5 separate regions of the Mus musculus genome follow, and regions 1, 2, 4 and 5 are each linked to region 3. The links are chromatin contacts, called in public HiChIP or PLAC-seq and promoter capture Hi-C maps. All regions are on one chromosome and are shown on one strand. Each heading gives the region's core, a stretch centred on a gene start, on an enhancer-like site or on the middle of the called end of the contact. The rest is flanking DNA. Distances are from core to core; before and after follow the strand shown.

Region 1 (2,700 bases), core at 23-2,522, 440 kb after region 3:
TTTTACTGTTCACCGAATGCCAAATTAAAAATGTATATGAGATAGTTAGAGTTCCTATACCGGTTAATTATTCTTTGAGATTTCTGAAAGTGTGTTAACGAGCAGACACATTCAGAAGACCAAATGCCTGAACATTTTAAGATGGAGAATGAGACATCTAGAAAAGTTAAAACAAACAAACAAATAAAACCATGAACGTGAATAGGGACAAATAAACAAGCATGATCTAGTCATAAAACTCTTGCCCTTCACTGCAATAGTTGCTTATCTCCAGAGATGAAAAACATTCGTATTTCTAAACAGTACCATTGTGCATGTATGTGTGTATGTGTGTGCATGTGTATGTATGTGTGTGCATGTAATGTATGTGTGTGCATGAGCATGTGTGTGCATGTGTGTATGTGTGCCCATACATAGGTGTATTTCTGGGTGCATATGTGTTCAGCCCAGAATTTATGTACATAGTGACTTCCTGAAAAAAACGTACACAGTAGAGTCATTGGAATTTGGTGCTTGTTGAAAGAGGAGTGAGCCAGCAGGTTCTTTTCATACTCTTTGTTGTAACTCTTCTTCCTTTCCATCACCCATCCTTCTCTCCTTCCTTCTTTCCTTTATTGATCTTTGTAGTTCTGAGGATTGATCTAAGGTCATCACATGTGCCAGGAAAGCGCTTTACCACTGAGCTCTCTCTCCAGTTCCTGATTTACTTGTTCTCTGAAATCCACGATTCTAGAGAAGACCTTCAAGGTCAACCATATTACAAATCTTGAATTGTCCCAGTTTCCCAACTCGGCATTTCCTCATTTCTAACTTAGGAGAAATGATTCCCACCTCCTACCAGTTTTTAGGATTTATTATTATATTTTACAATATGTGCTATATAGGATATGTGTTATTGTATTGATACATGATACAAATAGGTTGATTTAAAACAATATTCAATATACATTATAAGGTGTTCTGTAGCACTGTCATTTTTGCCTCCCCATGTAGATTGCTGGCATATTGTCAGAATTTCCCAGAATTTCTAAAATTCTCCCTGCTGTTTTGATTCTATCATGGAAGTTTTGTGGAATATTTCTTCTATGTGTCAGGTATTTCTGTAGTTAATTCATAAAGACCAATCATTATTGGGTATAACACTAGCTTATTGTGAGGAGTAGTTCAATAATTTAATTTGAGGGAGTAAAAAAAAATAGGTTGCAGGAAAGTGTGTGTCATAAGAATCCTGAAGATGTTAGGGAAAGTTAGAGCTCTGTTGTCATGGTGACAGGATTTGTTCCAAGGAGCCAGGTGGTCCCATATGGCAAAGGACCACTCTAGATGAACGCCTTATTTTAAAATGGCAAAGAATCCTGATCTCTTCCATCTTTCATTCATTTTATCATGCAAGACCCTTCTCCACCCCCACCCCAGCCCCAGAAAAAAAGCATTACTCAAAAAATGTGTAGATGTCTGTTTGGCCGTAGTTCTCAATTATGCAGAATTACAGTGTGCAGCTTCATTCTGAGAATAAACATGGCCACGGAGGTACATGATGTAAGCCTGAATTTACTATTTTTGGAGCGCTGATTTTTTTAACTTCATTTTTAGGAGCTCTGAAAACTAAAAGAAAAAGAATGATAAAAAATAATGTTTGGTGACTTAGAACTGGTTTGGAGGAATATGGGGAAAGGGCTAACAAATGACAAACACCTTAGATGTATGTGGTTTGGTGTCTCATTTAAAGAAACTATTTGCTGATATTTTTTGTGCATTGTGAATTACTTGGAAAAAAATAGCTTAGCATTCTTAGAGCCTCTGTGTTTCAATCTGTGATAGCCTGGTCTGTAGGTGTTCTAGTCTACACCACACTGCAATCTTCTGCTACACCATTATCTCACTCTTGTCTCTATGGCCATATCTACTCTTCCCATTTTAGTTTAAAATTTGCTGTTTAAGTATTTTATGTGTGAGTGTTTTGTCTGGATTCATGTTGGTGTAACATGTATATATTTGGTGCCTATGGAATCCAGAAGAAAATATGGGACTTCTGAACCATATGGGCACTGGGACTTGAACCCAGGTCATCTGGAAGAGTACTCATTGCTTTGATTTACTAAGCCATCTTTCTAGCTCCTTTTACCTTCAAGTTTTCTTTTTTTTTTGAGATTATGATATAATTACATACTTTTCACTTACATCTTACATTTCTATGCATGCTAACATTTAGATTATTACTCAGTCTGAATCTTCAACCTAACCTATTAAAACTTTTTATGTTTTGAGAATTTCATGTATATAGAGAATATAACTGATCATATTTATTCCGTTCAACTCTCCCCAAAGTCTCCCTCCCAACTTACTGTTGGCTTAACAAAAGCCACAGAGTACAGTTAGAATATAGTATATTCTGATCAAGTTTTCTCCTTCTTCACTTCCTCTCAGATCCTTCCTGCCTCTCCATCTGCCCAACTCCACATCCTTTCTTTCTTTCTCTTTAGAAAACAAAGAAACAAACACGCGAACTAACCAACCAATCAAAACCAGAAGAACAAACAAATAAATGAACAAACAAAACCATAAACACACACACATACATAAACAGGACTCACAAAACACAAAATCAGAACCCATAATATACAAGCAAATGATCAATAAGACAAAAAATGTCTACAACCCGAGACAAAAATTCATCTGAAAAAGATTTTTTTTTCTATA
Region 2 (2,700 bases), core at 5-2,504, 500 kb after region 3:
AATTTAAAAAAAAGAAAGTAAAATGTGCAACTGTGAGATACTATTACAAAGAAACACAGTTGCTCACAAAGGAGGAAGGGACATCCTGCATGGATATGTGTCGCACATTTTCATGGTAGTTTTCACAATGGATTTAATGCCACTGTACTTGGTGTGAAACGTGAGGTCATCTAATATTAACATATGTGATGTTATTAAAGAAGCATTAAATTTCTTGACATGGGACAAATATCCACCCCATCAGGGAACAGATATCTATTCCTGTTCTGAAAGCCTTTTCCTTACTAAAGGCAGACTCTAGTAGATCTTAGCAAAAATAAGCCCCTGGGTTATGAATTTTTAAATCTAAAATAGCAGTTTATTAAAAATTAACTATTCCACATAATCTGATACATGTATTATTCTTCATGTTTTATTTTTGTCTTTCAGAATATATTGGAAGTTTTAGGCAACTATCATGGTGCTTGAATAGAGTGTTTTTGTCAAAACATATTTAACATTTGAGAATAGTGATATACGGAGGGCAATTATGAATATATATTAAAATATGTTTCTATATATTAATGACGATTGTAAGTCTGTATTAAAATATGCAGTGTATGAAGTTAAGTGGGATCATGCTATTTGCATGGCTAAAAGCAACATCAGATGTTGTATTGTGACTTTTAAAAATGTGATAGAAACCCTTTGCCTTCCACTGAATTAACAGGAAGTGTAGGAGTTGAACTATTAATTGCAGCCTAACAGTGATACACTTCTGCTCTCACAGAATCAGGAAATAATCCCCGGAGATACTTACTTGAAGTAGACTGTAGTGAATTTTTATTGATTTGCTCTTTAATTTCAGACATCATTTTCCCTTCTGGCGCTCTTGTATATGAATGTTCAATAAATAATATCTTCTCTCTTCCACATTTGCCACCTAAGACATCTCTTGGCTGGAAAGCTAAGCCAGTTATTTCCAAATCACAGAATTTGGCTTCTGTTACTTTGCATAGCAGCTGACAGGACTGGCTTTCTTAGCTGCTTTCTGCGAAGTGAATTCCGGTTATGATGTTAACAGTAGCCAGGGGCTACCCCGATGAGGGTCTGCTCACTGATGTTGTGTTGTGGACATGGACATTTTGTGTGGTTGCTGGCTGAGGTTAAAGTCTGACTTCTGCCTTTGTGTTTGCTAGGTGACTGATCAGTCAGTCCTATCCACAGCTGAGTGATGTCAACAGCTAGGTCTGTGAGACTGACAATAGCCAGATGCAAATCAACATCACCATCAATGTGTTCATTTCATGGTCTGATTTGGCAGGGAGTGAAGGGGTGTGACTCAAGTCATGTTTTCACAATCCAGAAGAACTATCGACAACCCAGTGCTCTTTTTAGGGAGGGGCTATGTATAGCATTTATCATTGCCTCCTTTTGCCTTTAATTGCTGTAAATCTTATTTTTAGATTATGTAAGACTGAAAGAAGACACCGCATGGTAGGATTTCTGTAGTATTTAACTGAACTCTGGATTAAATCAGAAACTCTTGCTGGCAATTTGCTGAATCTAATCCCTTGAAATCACTCTGCTGGGTAGTATAACTTCTTTGGTTGAAAAAAAAAAAAAACCCTGAGTACACCTTATTACTTTCTCCCTTTGGTACTTGCAATTCCTCCCCATATTTAAGCCTCCTTTCTAGGTTGATTTGTTTATAGTCAAGAGGGTATGATTGATGTCTTAGTTGCTTTGCTTTGAAAATAAACCCACTATGGCCAAGATAATTTATAAAAGAAAGCACTTAGTTGGGCTTATGGTATCAGAGGACTAGAGTCCATGGAGGTGGAGCAGAGGTGTGGAGGAAGGAATAGTGGATCTTACATATTGATCCCCAAATACAGAGGGCACAGTGGGAATGACACCAGTCATCTGGAGCCTCAAAACTTGACCCATTTACACACTTCCCCAAACAAAGCCACTTCTTATCATTTCTGAACAGTTTCACTAACTGGGAACCAGTATTCAAAAATATGTACCTATGGGGGCTTTTTTCATTCAAGTTACCATGATTAACTTTGAGATGTATTAAAATAGTTACTAAATTTTTCCCATCAGCTGAAAACTTTCAGAAAGAATAGGTCCATCTTTATTCTCCATATCCTGCATGGTCCTTCTCTGATACTTGTAAGAAACTATATACCTGTATTTGACCAATAAAACACCAAGGCCCTAAACTGAGCAGTACGGCTGAGTGAAACTGTATCATTGGTCAGGGAACCTCTCTAAGTTTCTATTTATGACAGATCACCCTCATTACCCAACAGGTAGCCAACATTGGATGCAAGGATTAGCTTAGGTAAAAGCTCATTTTGCTTTCTGTTTCAGATCTCAAATTGAATATAGTTCTTAGAAGGCCCATGAAATTATACACCTCAGAATATAGTTTATTTCAATTCTGAAATAGAACTTTAAAATAGAACACATATTTTGAAGCTACATTGTGAATCGCAGATAATTCCCAGTAGATCTGAAGTATGCAAATACCTTCCTCATGATGACTTCAGCATTTAAATTCCTTTTGGATTACACAAAGGAAGTGTAAATAGATGCTAAAACATGCAGAAACTAGTAATGGGAAGCAGAAAGGCGGAAGGAAAATATGCATTCATGTGTGGACAAGAGAGTATTATCCTTGCTGGGAATATTTATCTGTGTTTCGTAGAT
Region 3 (2,700 bases), core at 15-2,514:
GAATTAACGCTTTCTAATTTCTTCCAACATTAATTCAACTGCCCTTGGGATCTCTAGGCATCACAAACTTCTGATCACTGCATCCAGAATGCACCTTTGGCTTCAGAAGCTGGTTCCAACACTAATGACTTAAGAGGAGCCGAAACAAAGGTCGCAATGGCCCCATTCTCTAAAAACTCCTCTATAACGGCCATCACAATTATGCTGTATACGAGACGAAAGCTAGGCATCACCATCCAAAACATGCTGGAGACTATAAAGTATTTATTTGTGCTTACCTTTTGTGCGTTCTCTGCATCTTCAATGGCAAAATCTAGTCTGGTCTGCCTGGGGCTGATCAAGTCTTTTAGTGTTAAACAATTCACCTCCATCTGGAACACACAACTATATCAGAAAATGATTTTACATTTATTTCCCCCTACAACAACAACGACAAAATGCCACTTGTGAACATCAACTTTCCCTTCCTACAGCATTCCTGGAATTTTCCAAGAATGAAGACACCCTCCATTCCTCATTAAAACTCACACGGACAAACACTTAAAATATACTTAGGAATCACTGGAAATCTGGGAAGACGAAAAAACTGAACAAAACTGCAATCCTTTATGAAAAGCAACAGGCAAAATAGTTACCAAGGAAGGAAGGTGTTAGGCAAATGCCAAGAAAGTTACAGGGTCTCCCAGGTCAGTTAATTTTGGCGCAAAGAACCGGGAGGAATTCAACTTTGAGTGGGTTTGATCTAGGGGGTAGACTGAAACCTGATCTAGAGACCAACCCATGCGGGAAGCGCTCAGCCCCTCCCTAGGCATCTAAGCACACCCCAAGTGAAACTCTTCCCAGGGGACCCCTAAATCGTGGGGGTAGGTGGTAGTGGGGACCAGCCTCCTTCACCTAGCGCTGCAGCCAGCACAACCCCAGGGGGCACTCGGACCCGGGGCCTGTGGGACGGCATCCAGGGCGGCGGGTAACCCGTCTCCGCATTCCCGCCTCCCCATCCGAGGGGGCCGCACGCTTCCTTACTGTCGCTGCGCGATGGAGGGTCTCTCCGGGGACGTCCGCAGCCGCACGCGTGAGCGGGCAGAGCGTGTAGATCTCAGCGGCCGGCTGGCGACATGGGCAGGGCAGGGCAAGGCTCGCAGATCCTCCGCTCCACCCGCGGTGTCCGCGTAGCGACAGCGTCTCCTACCCGCCTAAGCCAAGCTCCAGCCCTGGATCGCGGTCCCCGCTAAAACACCTCCTCTGGCGCCTTGAGACTGAATTTGAGCATTCACCAATGCGCGGCGGCCGGCGGGGCGGTGCCGACCAATGGCGCGGCGGCACGGCCCGAAGCCCCGCCCCTCGCTGTCTTGGCGCTCGGCGCCGCGCCTTTCCTCCCCTTCGCCCGCCCGCCGGATTGTTGTCGCCTCGCCCCCTCCCCCTTCCGGGTACCTGGAGGCGGTGACGCGGGAGCGTTTCCCGCGGGGACGCGGGCGCGGACGCGGGAAGCCGGGGCGGGGCGGCGCGGGCCGGCGCGCTCTCCGCGGGGCGCCCTTTTGTTGTGGGGGACCGACCCACGCCGGCCCCCAGCGCAGCAGATGGAGCCGGGGAAACGATCCGCACGCGCGGGATGCTGCGGACGCCGCCCTGCCCCCAGCAACCTGCGGGAGCCGAGTTGCCGGGACCTGCCAGGGCGGCTCCCTAGCACCCGGCGCCGCCAGGTGACACGTGAACCCTGGTTAGCACCTGGGCTGCGAGCAGATGGCACGCCCGTTAGCCCTGGGAACAACCCCGGCAGCCGCACCAAAGGGGGTTTTGCAAAAGGTTTCCTGGTGTTCCCTCTCCAGAGCATTAGAGATGGTCGAGAATGTGTTATTAGACAGTTTCTAGTAAGGACTAGCTTGGGGGATGGGGGAACAGTCAAGAATATCTCTGGAATATTACTGATTTCTATTAGACCTTTCACTTCCTTCGGATTCTTATTTAAAATATGAACCTAAGGAAAGACTGCTATTTTAGGCCCCTCTTGAGAAACTCTTGTTTAGAACCGTTTTGGATTTGCACAAAAAACTGAAAAGATACTTTAAAAGAGTTCACTCACATCTAGTACCCAGTTTCAGCCACTTATGTAAGTACAAAGCACTTGTTTAAGTCACTATTTATTCAGGTTTTCTTTTTACCAAATGCTTTTTTATTTCCTGTTGGAGGACATCGCTTTTGTTCATCTCTCCTAAGCTCCTGGTTCAGTTTCTTGGGTTGATCCCCAGATTTTCCCCGAGTACTGTTATTTTGTAGGGTGCCCTCAGCTGGGATTTATAACGGCCTCTTTAACACATGCCCACGAGTATTTCCCCACTTCAACGCAAAACTATCATTCTCATTACCCCGTCTTAGCCGTTCCGTGCAAAGGCCCCACCCTTCACCTCTCAGCTCTCAAAAATGTACAATGAGCCATCAGAAGAATTCAAAATATTTACTCAAGTCCTTCGGTTTTTACTCCAGTCTGCTGGTACATTCAGCCTGAAAATGGCTACCGGACTATACCTTAGAAAAGACCAGAACGCATGTAAAACAATCCGCATGAACAAATAAACAATAGTAGCTTAAAAAAAAAGTATGTCTATGGCAAATAACAATTTGAAGACTATAGGGATAGCTCAGCCAATAAAGTGCTTGAAGGATCAGAGTTGGACCTCTGGTGCCCATGCTGGTGTGGAGGTG
Region 4 (2,700 bases), core at 182-2,681, 360 kb before region 3:
AAGAATGTTCTAGACTCCTTCACATTGTGCAGCCATAATGGGGACCATTTTCTTCTGTCACAGCTTTCTCCCATGATGCTTTTGCCTTGTCACGGACTTAAAAACAACAGACCAAGCTGAGCATGGACTGAACTCTCAAACCCGAGGCTCCCACCAGAGGCTCCTCGTTTGCTCTCTATTGCTGTGATAAATATCACGGCCAAGAGTAACCTGGGAGAGGAAAGGGTTAACCCAAGTTATAATCCACCAGGAAGGGAAATCCAGGCAGGACTCAGAGGTAATGGAGGAACGCAGTTTAGAAACTTGCTCCTGGTTGCTGAGCTTATTTATTTATTTTTATTCATCCCAGAACTATCAACCCAGGAGTGGTCTGGACTATTCCACATGGATCATTGGTGAAGAGAATGCTCCCCCACAGACTTGCTCACCGGCCAATCAGATGGAGGCATTTTTCTCTCTTCCCAGATTGCCCTAGCTGTGTCAAGCTAACGCAATACTGACCAGCACAGACTTCTTGCTCATGTTCAGGAAGCTAACGGAGCACTTCTCTTAGCTAAGTCAGCTGCTTATTCTCTGCGGTTGCTGCCTCACGGTCGGACGGACGGACGTGAAGTCTGATGACTCACGCCATGCCGCTTGACAATAGCCAATCCTGGGTGCTCTGTGACCGTGACACCCCCAGCTTTGGCACTACTCACTCGCTACTCTGAATTTGAGTCTTTCCATTTCTGACACCTACAAGCCTCCCCTTTCTTACATGGATTTGAGTATGAGGAGCGGAGGGGGCCAGTCTACATCCGGTCAGTTCATGGATCAAAACAAAAGCACGACTATAAAGGATCAGAGAATCAATATTATCTATATTATCCCTCAGCTTGCGGCTACTACACCTGGGTGGGGCTGGGGGCGGGGCAGCAACCTGAGAGACGGGGGGGCGGGGGGGGGGCGGGGGGGGGCACGTTCTGAATGAAGCAAGCTTTTGATTCCGCTGCCAGAATCCTGTCTGCTTCACCTGCAAAGATGAAACAGAATTTAGAAACTTGATTGTCTGTCTTGAAGACCAGAAAGTCTGACGCTCATAAGATTGAAGGCATAGGTGATTTAAGAAACATCCACAGCAGTGACTGGTCCAAGTTCTTTGAAAAGTGTCTCGGAGGCGTTCGCTTTCCTTTCAAGATTCGGAATGCGCAAGAAGCTGCTGATTGGTGGCTTGGTTTTACGCTTAGTCTTGGATAAAGAAACACTGTTGGAAAACAAACTTGGTAACAAGAACCACACATGGAAACTACCGCATCAATGCAGGATTAATCGGCTCCAAACACGCACAGATTCCCCTCTGCTAAAGCAGGAAATACTCTGGGTCCCACCAGCTGCATCCTCCTCGCTGGAGGCCAAAGATGCCAGAGATATTTAAGCCTAAGTGCTTTCGGTTCTGTCCTGGCCAGAGGCCACGGGTGCCAGGAAATAGAAGCAGTTTTGCCTTATCTCCCTTGGCCTAAAGGAACCCTTTTCCCAGAAACCAAATATGATGTCAGGGCTGAGACCAGGAATGGGAGCGGGCTTGATCGGCTCACCCCAGCTCCAGGCCTCCATCCAGTGAGGTCTCATTGGGAGACTCACTGGAATCCCACTTTCTGGGAACCCAGTGGCATGGGGACCCTGACTTTTTCCTTTTTGAGTTTTCTGCAATAGAACCGTTCTTACTAAAACTCACCCTCTGTGAGTCATGGAATTCATTCTTCCAGTTCGTGAGAAGAGAACCTGAAAGCCACTGGCTCCAACCGCTGTGGTTTTCTGAGTTATCTGAGACCCTAGTTCCCCAAGGTGAGCTCACAGAGCAGAAGAGAGGCCCTGCTCACAGACACCTCAAACTTTACATATTGTTAGAATCTGATAAGTCAAAAATTACTTAAACTGCAACTCAAGATGGACATTGGTCAACATGGATGTAAATAATTCCAGCGTTAGGGTTAATTTAATGGCTGTGGCTGGCCTCCTTCAGATTCAAACTCATCATGGCTGCTTGGGAATGCTTAAGACAACCCACAGTTCCTTTAGGAGACTGTAGTACAAGCCATAGCTGCTAAGGCAACTCATACAAAAGAGAGCATGCTGTTGCTTTAAACAAATTCCTAGTTTTGACATAAGAAATGCAGTTCTTGGCCAGGCGGCTCAAATTCTACATAGGGAAGAAGAGTTCAGCAAGCTAACAGACAAAACGAGTGAGGGCATAGTAGCTACTGGGCAAAGATTACTATTCAAGGACAGATTACAGACTGGGCAAAGCCGGAACACGCGAGCATCAGGATTGCAACTTCTTACCTGTTTAGCCCAACCCGGAACCTTGTGCGCTTCCTGTGTGAGCATTTGGAAACCAAGTGTCAGGTGTTTGCAAGTGGGATTCCAGAAAACTGATTGTGCTTCATAGCTTGGCCAACACTGTTTTTTCCATTAATAAAGTTTGGGAGAGCAAAAGAGAAGGAGAGGAAAAGGGGGAGGAGAAGGAGGAGGAGGAAGGAGAGCAGGTGGGAGGCAAAGGAGGAGGAGAGGGAGGAGGGGAGGAGTGAGAAGAATAGGAGGAGAAAGAGGAGAAAAAAGGGGGGAAGGGGAAGAGGAAGGAGAGAAAGAGAAAGGAGGGGGAGAGAAAAAGGAAGGAGGGGAGAAGGGAAAGAGGGAGAAGGTTGTTCTATGTAATTTGTG
Region 5 (2,700 bases), core at 136-2,635, 260 kb after region 3:
AAACCAACCAAACCAAACAAAAACCCCAAATAATAAAAACTACCACCACCACACACCAAAACCATAAAAGCAATAAAATTACTTTTTTGTCCCCGTTTGAGACAGGGTCTCAGTATGCAGCTCTGGTTGGTCTGGAACTTATTCTGTAGACCAAGCTGGCCTAGAACTCACAGAGCTGGGATTAAAGGAGTGCACCATCATGTCTGGTACATAAAATCACTCCGAGTAACATTCTGTATTCACATAGATCAGTGCCTTGCTCAGTCATCATCAGAGAAGCTTCCCCCTGCAGCAAATGGGGGAAAAAACACATCAGATTCACACACAGACATTATGCAGAGAGTGAGAGACCTTAGAACATTCATCTCTAAGGGTGTGCGGAGATGTAATTCCATCAAATCCCTCCCCTTCCACTTAAGTGTTTTTATGAGATTCCTGAGCACGTGAGCCAGTGGGTCTTTGTCTATACCTGTTTCTTGTGCCTATTCTTGGACTCTTTTTCTACTGTTTGTTTTTGTCCTATACTGTTGTAATAGTTTTTGTTTTACTTATCTTTATGTTATATTGTATCATTACCCATTAGAAGCCTATTTGTTTTCTAATGAGAGTCAGAAAGGGGGTGGATCTGGTTGGGAGGGGTTGCGATGAGAATTAGGAAGAGTAGAGGGAGGGGAAGCAGAAATCGGGACACATTATCTGTGGGGAAAATGATTTTCAAAAATAGGAAAAATGCTTTGAAAAGATGCTAAGGCTTTTTAAGCTGTGGGATGGCGCCAACCGAGACGAAAGACTTGAAATCTCAGAAGAATTGGGATTAAGTTTCTAGTAGACTGTGCCTTAAAAGTGTGGCAGTTCTGTGATTAAATAAGAATGATTCGTGCTTATGAATATGCATAAATATTTCTGAAAAGGCACACTTAAAATTATTGGCTGTCTGCACTGCGACAGAGACTGGGCCAGGAATGAAAGTCACTTGGCACTCCCTCTCCCTGCTTTCTATTTAAGAAAATATTAAAAATACATGAATTTATGACTTTTTAATAAATGGAAATAACCACATAAAACACTGCACATACAATAGGGAATGTAACAGGCTAAAACTGCTGAATTATAACTTCCAGTTGTAAAAAGGGTAGGAAAATGAGTGACTGGGCATGCTCACAGTTAGGGGAAGGAAGAGAGAGGCTCCTATGAGAGAAATCAGAAGAGAGGTTCAGTCATGATGCTTTACATTAAAGAAGGCTTTTGTTTTGTACAAATGAGGGTTGTAATTCTATAACTGAGTCATTTGCTGTCTGCTGGTGATTCATCACTTACTGGATTCTCTGGTTAAAATGTCAACAGCGCTTAGAATGAATTGCAGAGGTATCAAAAAAGTAAACGCAGCGTTTTGGGAAATCAGCAGACCATTCCTTTGTGACTAAGCCCTCTTGGGGTAGCATGGTCTCGCAGTCTCTCTGGGGATCAGTTTTCGTAGACAGGAGTGTGACGAGTACTCTGCTTTCTGAAGGCAAGGTCTGTTTGTGTTCTGTTCGTGGCTGCATAACCACAGCTCATTTAAAATGAGGATGTATCGCTCGAAGAAATGGACATTAGAGGAAACTTCCACATTAAGAGGCAAATATTTATACTTTATTTAATCATCTCATGCTATTCCCTGATTGGTTTCTTTTGCTAGGTTCCTTAAAGTCCTGCTGATCTTAGAGAGCTGGCTTTATTTTGATGAAATGATTTGAAAAAAAGCCCAATTATGTTATCTTTTGCTTTTTAGTTTCTCACAAGAACTTACTGTCACCTTTATTGTCCCTTAACCATGAAGGGATTGACTGGTGAGATCTCAACGTGGGAAACCTGAACATAAACTAGAAGATCATTTTGATGACCGAAACACATTGCCAATTTGTCTTTAACTCTGTTTGTGCATTGTTATCCTGTTATTCCTTCTTGTTTTCTAGAGCATTTACAAAATTAAGGAGATGATAGATTGATAGATTATGCAGAAATTGCTTTGAATTCTTAAAAAAAAAACAATTATGGTGCATGTAATCTATGTGGTGAGTTAAATGTTAACCACCCTCGAAATATTACCTCCATCTATATAACCTGTGAGACCTGTGAGCTGAGATCATCCTGGATTCCTCCATGTCCCCTAAATCTAACAGCATGGATATAGGGGAACACACAGACAAGAAAGCATTTTTGAAGCCGAAGGCAGGAACTAAAGTTGTACAGCCACAAGGTGTGGAGCCTCTGAACACCAGAACCCAGGAAAGACCAAGAGGGATTTTTGGCTAGTATCAAGAGCAGGGATTCTCAACTTATGGATCTTGGCCCTTTTGGTGGCCTTTTGGTGGCCGAATGGCTCTTTCACAGAGGTCACCTAGAAGCATCAGAAAACACAGATTTTTTTTTTTTTTTACATCATGATTCATAACAGTAGCAAAATTACAGTCATGAAAGAGCAACAAAAATGATTTTATGGTTGGGGGTCACCACAACCCGAGGAACTGTATTAAAAGGTCGCAGTGCTAGGAAGGTTGAGAACTACTATTTTGAAACATTATTCATACACTAACATAAAGATGGAATGATCTCACGGGCTGCCAACTGGAGACAATTTTTGCCTCCCTCTTTCCCACCCTCCTTCTCAAGAGGTATTTAGCAACGCTTGGAGACATTTTTTGTGGTGCCGAGCTAGGG

The links. Promoter capture Hi-C pulls out the DNA fragments that hold promoters and counts their contacts. HiChIP or PLAC-seq counts read pairs in DNA pulled down with a chosen protein or histone mark.
Region 1: a contact with region 3 is called in a promoter capture Hi-C map of hippocampal neurons, with 3 times the contacts expected there. The contact joins the enhancer-like site here to the promoter of E2f7 in region 3. A contact is called at or near these places in 2 of 39 promoter capture datasets (hippocampal neurons and liver), 1 of 15 datasets of contacts at CTCF or cohesin (the NIH/3T3 cell line) and 3 of 115 datasets of contacts at active chromatin or transcription factors (embryonic forebrain, embryonic midbrain and neural tube).
Region 2: a contact with region 3 is called in a promoter capture Hi-C map of hippocampal neurons, with 3 times the contacts expected there. The contact joins the enhancer-like site here to the promoter of E2f7 in region 3. A contact is called at or near these places in 4 of 39 promoter capture datasets (hippocampal neurons, liver and maxillary cranial neural crest), 4 of 115 datasets of contacts at active chromatin or transcription factors (astrocytes, embryonic basal ganglia, embryonic forebrain and 1 more) and 1 of 9 other capture datasets (pancreatic islet).
Region 4: a contact with region 3 is called in an H3K4me3 HiChIP or PLAC-seq map of the 230-238 cell line, with 4 times the contacts expected there. The contact joins the enhancer-like site here to the promoter of E2f7 in region 3. A contact is called at or near these places in 11 of 39 promoter capture datasets (the 3T3-L1 cell line, 3T3-L1-derived adipocytes, embryonic stem cells and 5 more), 2 of 15 datasets of contacts at CTCF or cohesin (the NIH/3T3 cell line and embryonic stem cells), 4 of 484 Hi-C or Micro-C datasets (CD8 T cells, Th17 cells and muscle stem cells), 18 of 115 datasets of contacts at active chromatin or transcription factors (the 230-238 cell line, CD8 T cells, craniofacial prominence and 9 more) and 3 of 9 other capture datasets (adipose tissue, embryonic stem cells and liver).
Region 5: a contact with region 3 is called in an HNF4G HiChIP or PLAC-seq map of pancreatic cancer cells. The contact joins the enhancer-like site here to the promoter of E2f7 in region 3. A contact is called at or near these places in 1 of 39 promoter capture datasets (neural stem cells), 1 of 15 datasets of contacts at CTCF or cohesin (the NIH/3T3 cell line) and 4 of 115 datasets of contacts at active chromatin or transcription factors (embryonic forebrain, embryonic midbrain, oligodendrocyte precursor cells and 1 more).

Annotation. Positions count from the first base shown.
Region 1 is chr10:110,308,398-110,311,097 of GRCm38.p6, reverse strand. It overlaps a transcript of Nav3 not described here. Among named protein-coding and RNA genes, the nearest start is that of 9230102K24Rik, 290 kb to the left of the region's middle. Within about 2 kb of position 1,272, at least 11 of the 459 cell types and tissues checked have an H3K27ac peak or open chromatin away from gene starts, as enhancers often do. A contact at or near this core is called in hippocampal neurons, where this site is marked.
Region 2 is chr10:110,240,770-110,243,469 of GRCm38.p6, reverse strand. It overlaps a transcript of Nav3 not described here. Among named protein-coding and RNA genes, the nearest start is that of Nav3, 240 kb to the right of the region's middle. Within about 2 kb of position 1,254, at least 30 of the 459 cell types and tissues checked have an H3K27ac peak or open chromatin away from gene starts, as enhancers often do. A contact at or near this core is called in hippocampal neurons, where this site is marked.
Region 3 is chr10:110,744,003-110,746,702 of GRCm38.p6, reverse strand. E2f7 (E2F transcription factor 7) reads right to left here and starts at 1,264. Exons shown (of 13, transcript NM_178609.5): 1 at 1,024-1,264; 2 at 279-371. The coding sequence starts at 371.
Region 4 is chr10:111,101,167-111,103,866 of GRCm38.p6, reverse strand. No RefSeq gene overlaps it. Among named protein-coding and RNA genes, the nearest start is that of Gm29916, 19 kb to the right of the region's middle. Within about 2 kb of position 1,431, at least 141 of the 459 cell types and tissues checked have an H3K27ac peak or open chromatin away from gene starts, as enhancers often do. A contact at or near this core is called in the 230-238 cell line, Th17 cells, adipose tissue and 3 more, where this site is marked.
Region 5 is chr10:110,483,701-110,486,400 of GRCm38.p6, reverse strand. No RefSeq gene overlaps it. Among named protein-coding and RNA genes, the nearest start is that of 9230102K24Rik, 120 kb to the left of the region's middle. Within about 2 kb of position 1,385, at least 33 of the 459 cell types and tissues checked have an H3K27ac peak or open chromatin away from gene starts, as enhancers often do. A contact at or near this core is called in the NIH/3T3 cell line and pancreatic cancer cells, where this site is marked.